Linked DNA regions of Pan troglodytes: region 2 is linked to region 1. A link is a contact called in public HiChIP or PLAC-seq data. All regions are on one chromosome and are shown on one strand. The core of a region is the stretch at or near the end of the contact, and the rest is flanking DNA. Distances in the headings are between cores, read along the strand shown. Region 1 holds the start of EFCAB14 (EF-hand calcium binding domain 14). Region 2 holds the start of FAAH (fatty acid amide hydrolase).

Evidence for each region. HiChIP or PLAC-seq counts read pairs in DNA pulled down with a chosen protein or histone mark.
Region 2: a contact with region 1 is called in an H3K4me3 HiChIP or PLAC-seq map of stem cell-derived excitatory neurons, with 5 times the contacts expected there. The contact joins the promoter of FAAH here to the promoter of EFCAB14 in region 1. A contact is called at or near these places in 1 of 7 Hi-C or Micro-C datasets (stem cell-derived neural progenitor cells) and 1 of 1 datasets of contacts at active chromatin or transcription factors (stem cell-derived excitatory neurons).

What each region holds. Positions count from the first base shown.
Region 1 is chr1:184,241,506-184,244,662 of NHGRI_mPanTro3-v2.0_pri, reverse strand. It overlaps EFCAB14 (EF-hand calcium binding domain 14), which reads right to left and starts at 1,750. Exons shown (of 9, transcript XM_016962440.4): 1 at 478-1,750. The coding sequence starts at 662.
Region 2 is chr1:184,565,682-184,569,062 of NHGRI_mPanTro3-v2.0_pri, reverse strand. FAAH (fatty acid amide hydrolase) reads left to right here and starts at 1,762. Exons shown (of 15, transcript XM_001161208.4): 1 at 1,762-2,031. The coding sequence starts at 1,837. The region is part of intron 7 of NSUN4 (NOP2/Sun RNA methyltransferase 4); the gene reads left to right.

The DNA.
Region 1 (3,157 bases), core at 501-3,000:
CCCACCCCACCTACTCTCAAGGCTCATACTTCCTACAGTATCTCTCTCACCATATTTCCCCACCACCAATATTCAGACTCATCAAGAGTGCAAAAACGAAATAATTTGCAGTCTTAAAGTCTCTGCTTCTCCTTTGTTCTACACTGTTTTAAAAAGTCTAGTCCCCAAAGCTTCTCTGCTCCTCTGTCTCCATTCTTTGCTTCTTTAGGACTCCCTGGGCTCTTGGCACATTCTCCAAGTCCACATTTCCACCTCAGATTTGGAGCTTTTCTTTCTACACCTAAAGACAGATCTCTAACTTATTCTTCATTCAGGATCTGAACTTACCTTCTCCCTAAAACCGTTTTTCCCTCTTTGACTTCCAAGGCCTACACCCTTTTTTCTTCCTAAGGACTTCCTTTCTCCTTCCTGTCAATGTGGCCCCTTGGTAGTGCAAGGAGATGCCTTCTTCCCATTCCACCTTTCACCACTACTCACTTGGCAAAGCGAGAGCGATTTCCAACCACACCGAATTCCTCTTCCTCTTCGGAGCTGGACTCAGAGTCTGAGTCGGGAGGCTCAGTGCGAAGCAGGCGGTGACTGCTTGGGCCTTTCTTGGGCTTCTTTCTCCGGCTGTCCCCAGCCAAACCAATCAATGCATTGAGCTCTTTGCGCTTTTTCATCTTTTTGTGTGGGGTGAGTGGAGCCCCGACTCCTGAGCTGCCAGGTTCGTACCCGACGCCCAATTCTCTTCCTGCCTTGGAGCTGCCTTCCAGGGTTGGGAATCCTGGGCCAGAGCCCCCTGGTCACTCCCACCTAGGGGTGGGACTGACCAGATCCGCCAGGGACTGGAGATTGGAGCCCAGAGGAAACTGGAACTCAGATGGGTGGGGGAAATCACATAGAAATGGCTAAGGAGCTGGTGACCCCAAAGGATAAGGCCTTGGGTGCAGAGTGTTAGTAGAGGGTGGAGAGGGACCTTTATCTCCCAAAGGGCGAAAAAAAAGCCAGGTCAAAAATGAAGGATTCTCAGCCCGGATAAGTAGGCAATACTTCTAAGGGTGCTCCAGGAGGTGAGGAAGGGCACGCTTAAAATACGTGTTTTGGACCTCCGGAGCAGGATTTCCAATGGAGAGGGAAGAGAAACTCGTTCTTGAATGGGAAGAGAGTGGGGAGGTGCAGAGTAAGAAAGTGGGAACGCGTCAGTCCCTTCCTTGCAGGAGAGGTGGCGGCAGGAGGGGGCTCCCAGCAGCTACAATCCAAACACTGCTTGGCCGCAGAGAAAATGCCCGGGCCAGGAAGCCGGCTGGGGTGTGTGATGATCACCGTTCTCCGGCCTCCGTCCTGAACGTGAAGGGGGCCCGAGGCCGAGGAAGATCCGGAGCCCGGCTCGAAGGGTCGGCCTGAGAGAAGCCAGTCCCGCGCCTGCTAGACCCCCGCCCCGCTGTCTGGGCCTTGGGGACACGGTGCCGCGGGCGACGGCGGCTCCGCCGACCGAAAGCGCTCCCGCCCGGAGTTTGAGGTCTCCGGCACGGGCAACTCTCGGCCACTCACACGCGCAGGCCCCACTCCAGCCGCGACTCCGGCCCCTGCTCCGGCTTCGGCCGCGGCTGCTCCCGACACGTTGTTGTTGGCGTTGGTGGTGGCGGCGGCGGCGGCGGCGGCCGCGAGCTCCAGCCCCGGGCCATCGCTCCAGCCCCAGATCACTTCCCCTTTGGCAGCGGCCGCCTGCGCCGCCTGCCAGTAAGCCGCACTCCCATTGGTCGCCCGCTGGGGTGACGTCACGCCGGGGCGAAAGTCGTGGCGGAGAGGTCGGGCGTTAAAGGGGCCCTGCCCCGGCTGGGGCTGGGTCCCACCTGCCGATTAGGGTGGCCCCGCCCCCAGGAGGGCTTCCGGGACCTGCTGCGAACCTGAGCCGGGTGGAGTCCTGCATCCTGCGGAGCGCGGGCGGGGCAGGCTAAGCGCCCGGCTGCTCGACCTACTTCGAAAGTTCATCAGCCGCCCAGGCCCCCTGGACTAACCAAGTCTGAAGGCTCCGCCTCTCTGACTCTCACACAGGCTGTTAAAAGTTTAGGCGCGTTTCAGATTAATTAACACATTCATTCAGTCAATAAATATTTATTGAGAGCTTACTTACTACGTGTCAGGAGCTGTTCTAGCGCTGGGGATACAGCCATGAACAAAATAACCAGGGTCCTTGTCTTCCTGTATAGTGTTGCCAGATTTAGCAAATAAAAATGTAGGACACCCAGTAAAGTTTGAATTTCAGAGAAACAGCAAACAATTTTTTAGCATTAAGACATCCCATGCAACATCTGGGACATCCTCACACTAAAAAATTATTCATTGTGTATGTGAAATGCAAGTTTAACTGAGCATCGTGTATCTTATCTGCCAATCTATTCCTGCAGTTTATTTATACTCTAGAGGGAGGAGAGCAACAATAGGCAAACATATTAAATGTCAGGAAGTGATAAGTGTTATGATGAAAATTGAAACACGGTCAGGTGATGGGGAGTGCCTCTGTGAAAAGGGAACATTTAGTCAGCTTATCGGAGGAGAGGTGAGGGAATGAGCTGTGCAGTGGCTACAGGAAGGAATGACCAGGAAGACCTGTTGTGGCTGGACCAGAAGAGCAAGGAGCAGAGTAATAGGAAATGAGGTCAGAGAAGCATGAGGCAAGGGCTTTAGGGCCTTATGGATCACTGAAAGGACTTTGGGAAAGCACTGGGGGCTTTAAGCTGAGAGGTAGCATACTCTGGCTTTTCCGTAAAAAAAAAAAAAAAAAATCACTCTGGGCCAGCGCGGTGGCTCACGCCTGTAATCCCAGCATTTTGGGAGGCTGAGGTGGGCGGATCACAAGGTCAGGAGATGGAGACCATCCTGGCCAATATGGTGAAACCCTGTCCCTATTAAAAATACAAAAATTACCTGGGCGTGGTGGTGCGCGCTTGTAATCCCAGCTACTTGGGAGGCTGAGGCAAGAGAATGGCTTGAAACCGGGAGGCGGAGGTTGCAACAAGCCGAGATTGCGCCACTGCACTTCAGTCTGGCAACAGAGCGAGACTCCGTCTCAAAAATAAATAAATAAATAAATAAAATAAAATAAAATAAAGGAAAAAATTACTCTGGCTACTTTGTAGAAAAAAGTGGGGGGAGAGTGAGGAACACAGGAGAG
Region 2 (3,381 bases), core at 513-3,012, 320 kb before region 1:
CTTTCCTCTCTGCTGGTCTTTCCCTGCCTCTGCCAGCTGCTTATGCTGCTGTTCTCCCCTCTCCTTCCCCTTCCCCTAGGGAAGGGACCGTCAGGAGTGCAGCTACTTTTTCTTCCCCAGAAGAAAGGAAAGGGGAATTCTGAATATTTTTCTTACTACCGGAGGTTTGTGTGAGGTTTTTGATCCCCTGAAATTTGTGGAAGGCTCAACGCCTCAAACCAGGGGGTATCTTGCCTTGCCTGACCTGGAAGGCTCAACCCCTCAAACCAGGGGGTGTTTTGCCTTGCTGCCCTGGAAGGCTCAACCCCTCAAACTAGGAGGTGTCTTGCCTTGCTGCCCTGGAAGGCTCAACCCCTCAAACCAGTGGGTGTCTTGCCTTGCTTTCCTGGAAGCCTCAACCCCTTAAACCAGGGGGTGTCTTGTCTTGCTGCCCTGGAAGGTTGACCTGTTTCCTCCCTTTCCCCCTCTGAAGGTCCTTTGCAGACTTCCCACTCGTGTTGTCCTCTCTGGCTGCTCCCCCGAGGGAGAATTAGGCCCCCCTCAGCATTGGCATTCCGGTAGAAATCCCACCGCAGGATCCTCCCTAAGCCATATGAGGTAGCTACGGAAACGTGGAGAGGACCCACTCACTCCGTCCAGCAGTAGGACTTGCCATCATCCACACGAACAACACCACAGGTAGGGTTGTTTGTGATCATTCACACACACACACACATTTAGCCCTCCAGAATTTGACCACCAAGGAAGTACCTTACCGGCTCCCTCGGCTTCTTCCTTTGTCTGTGCACAGAGTTGTCTCTGCAGTGTGTGAGGATGCTTTACCCTAGGTTGCCTGCTGGTTTCTTTTCGCATTGCTGAGAGCTCAGGTTATTTCTTGCACTGGGTGAGTCCTGATTTCTCACCCCTGAGGCCATCACAAGAGGGTGGGGCATACTTCCTCAGGAGAGAGAACCAGAGACTGCCCCTGAAGGGGAATGTAATCACGAGCAAGCCCCCAAATTGTTATAAATAAAGTTTCCCCCCAGTGACGCAAAAGAAATAGCATTCGAATATAAAATTTTCTTTTTTTTCTTCTCAGCAAGGCAATTTACTTCTATAGAAGGGTGCGCCCTCACAGACGGAGCAAAGGTGAGCGCACACCTGGACAAGGGAGGGGAAGGTGGTTCTTATGCCTGACCCACGTGATTCCTGATGCTGTGTCCTTCCCCTGTTGGCTAGGGTTAGACCTATAGGCTAAACTAATTCCGATTGGCTAATTTAAAGACAGTGAGGGGGTGAGTGGTTTGGCGGGAAAAATGGTTACCGCAGAGCAGGAAATCGGAATGAACCACGGTGAAGAATGAGTGAGGGAGGAGCAGGTAATCGAAAAATGTTGCTTTATGAGGAAGTTAAGTTTAAAAGTAGAAGGCAAAGAATTGAAGATACTGACATATTGATTCTTTTAAGATAAATTTAGAACTCATATCTAACAGCTGGCATGTCTGGCATGGGGCTCCGGCTGGGGCGCAGTCTTCAGCATTTGGGGCTCTGGGGTGCAGGGGGCAGAGGCCGGCCGGGGCTGTGGTGCCCAACCGGTGCTAAACTCAAGCTTGGGAGGTCGCCCACGCGAAACAGTCGCCCTTCCCCACCCGCCTGCTCGGCTTGGCGGGGAGCGGGATGTCGCTGGGGGCGATGCCAGGCGGGCCGCCTCTGATAGCCTCTAGGCTCTGGCGCGCTTCCCCGCGCCGGCGGGCGTGGGATCCCGGCTGATCCAGTCCGGGTTTTGCGGCGGAGCGGGCGGGCTGCGCGTGCGGCGGCTTCAAATGTCGCGGTAGGCAGCAGCAGGCTGAAGGGATCATGGTGCAGTACGAGCTGTGGGCCGCGCTGCCTGGGGCCTCCGGGGTCGCTCTGGCCTGCTGCTTCGTGGCGGCGGCCGTGGCCCTGCGCTGGTCCGGGCGCCGGACGGCGCGGGGCGCGGTGGTCCGGGCGCGACAGAGGCAGCAAGCGGGCCTGGAGAACATGGACAGGGCGGCGCAGCGCTTCCGGCTCCAGGTGACTGCCGGAGCGTAATGGGATGGGCGCGGCCTGAGGGTACTCGCAGCGGCACTTTCAGCCGCCGGACCCGCCGAGGGACAGGGGATGGGGCGGGCAGAGCAGATGTGTAACTCTCCAGAATCTCTCCTTGCCCTAAGATATTCCGCACTTTCTGAGCCAGGTAGAGCACGGGGGAAGAAAGGAAACGGTAGTGTCAAGGCAGGTGGTGGAAGGCCTTTCCCTCACTGGGTCAAAGAGGAGTTTTGCTTTGTGCCAAAGAATCTCAGGATTGCTGCCTATTGGAATGCGAAAACGCAAGCGTGACAACCAGTGGGATGCCAGGGGTTGAGGACTTTGGAATCGCAGAGTGTAATGGCCAAGGGGATCTGGAGAGCTTAGAGTTTTTGGGTTTTTTTGTTTTTTTTTTTTTTTGAGACGGAGTCTCGCTCTGACTCCCAGGCAAGAGTGCAGTGGTGCGATCTCGGCTCACTGCAACCTCCGCCTCCCGGGTGCAAGCGATTCTTGCTGCCTCAGCATCCCCAGTAGCTGGGATTACAGGGGCCCGCCACTACGCCTGGCTAATTTTTGCATTTTTAGTAGAGACTGGGTTTCACCATGTTGGCCAGGCTGATCTCAAACGCCTGACCTCAGTTGATACACCTGCCTCGGCCTCCCAAAGTGCTGGGCGTGAGCCACCGCGCCTGGCCGAGTTCAAGCTTCTTGATTTGTGCATTTGGATCCTAAGAGGGAGCCAGAAAGAAACCTGCCAAGTGCACAGGGAGATCTTGGCAAAGCCAGGCTAGAAGGGAAGTCTCTCTGGCTCCTGCTGTGGTGTCCAACCCCTGGCAAGCCCTTTCCATGAGCAGGTTTAGTTCCAGCCCTCCGTGGGTGGTCTGTCAACAAGCTTTTCTTCTCCCTGCGCTGCCTTTGGATCACCTCAGTATGTGGGTTTGGAGGCGTGGAAGGGCCTGGCTGAGGGTTTGGAAGACGTGGCTTGAAGAGGGGCTTTTCCTCTGGGTGTGTGAAACACTGACCCCAGTTAAAGCCTTCTTATGTGCTGAGAGAGGGAGGGCTTGCTGTATCTGTGGGACCTGACAGGTGGGAAGGCTTTCCAGGTTGGGAACCGCAGGATTCAAGAGGGTGTGCCTGGGTGGGAGACAGAAAGAGTCACAGAAAATTGTGTTCAGCAGATGTTCCGCAAGTGATTTTTGAGTTGGGGCAGAGCTGGAACTAGAACCTAGGTGCCCGCTGCACTCTTCAGCCACACTTTCATGGAGAGGAACAGGAGAGAGATATGAGGAAGGCACCTTGCATGCCAGCCCAGGGTGTAGCCTTGCATGTTGAAGGGGGCCAGCCCCTCCACACCTG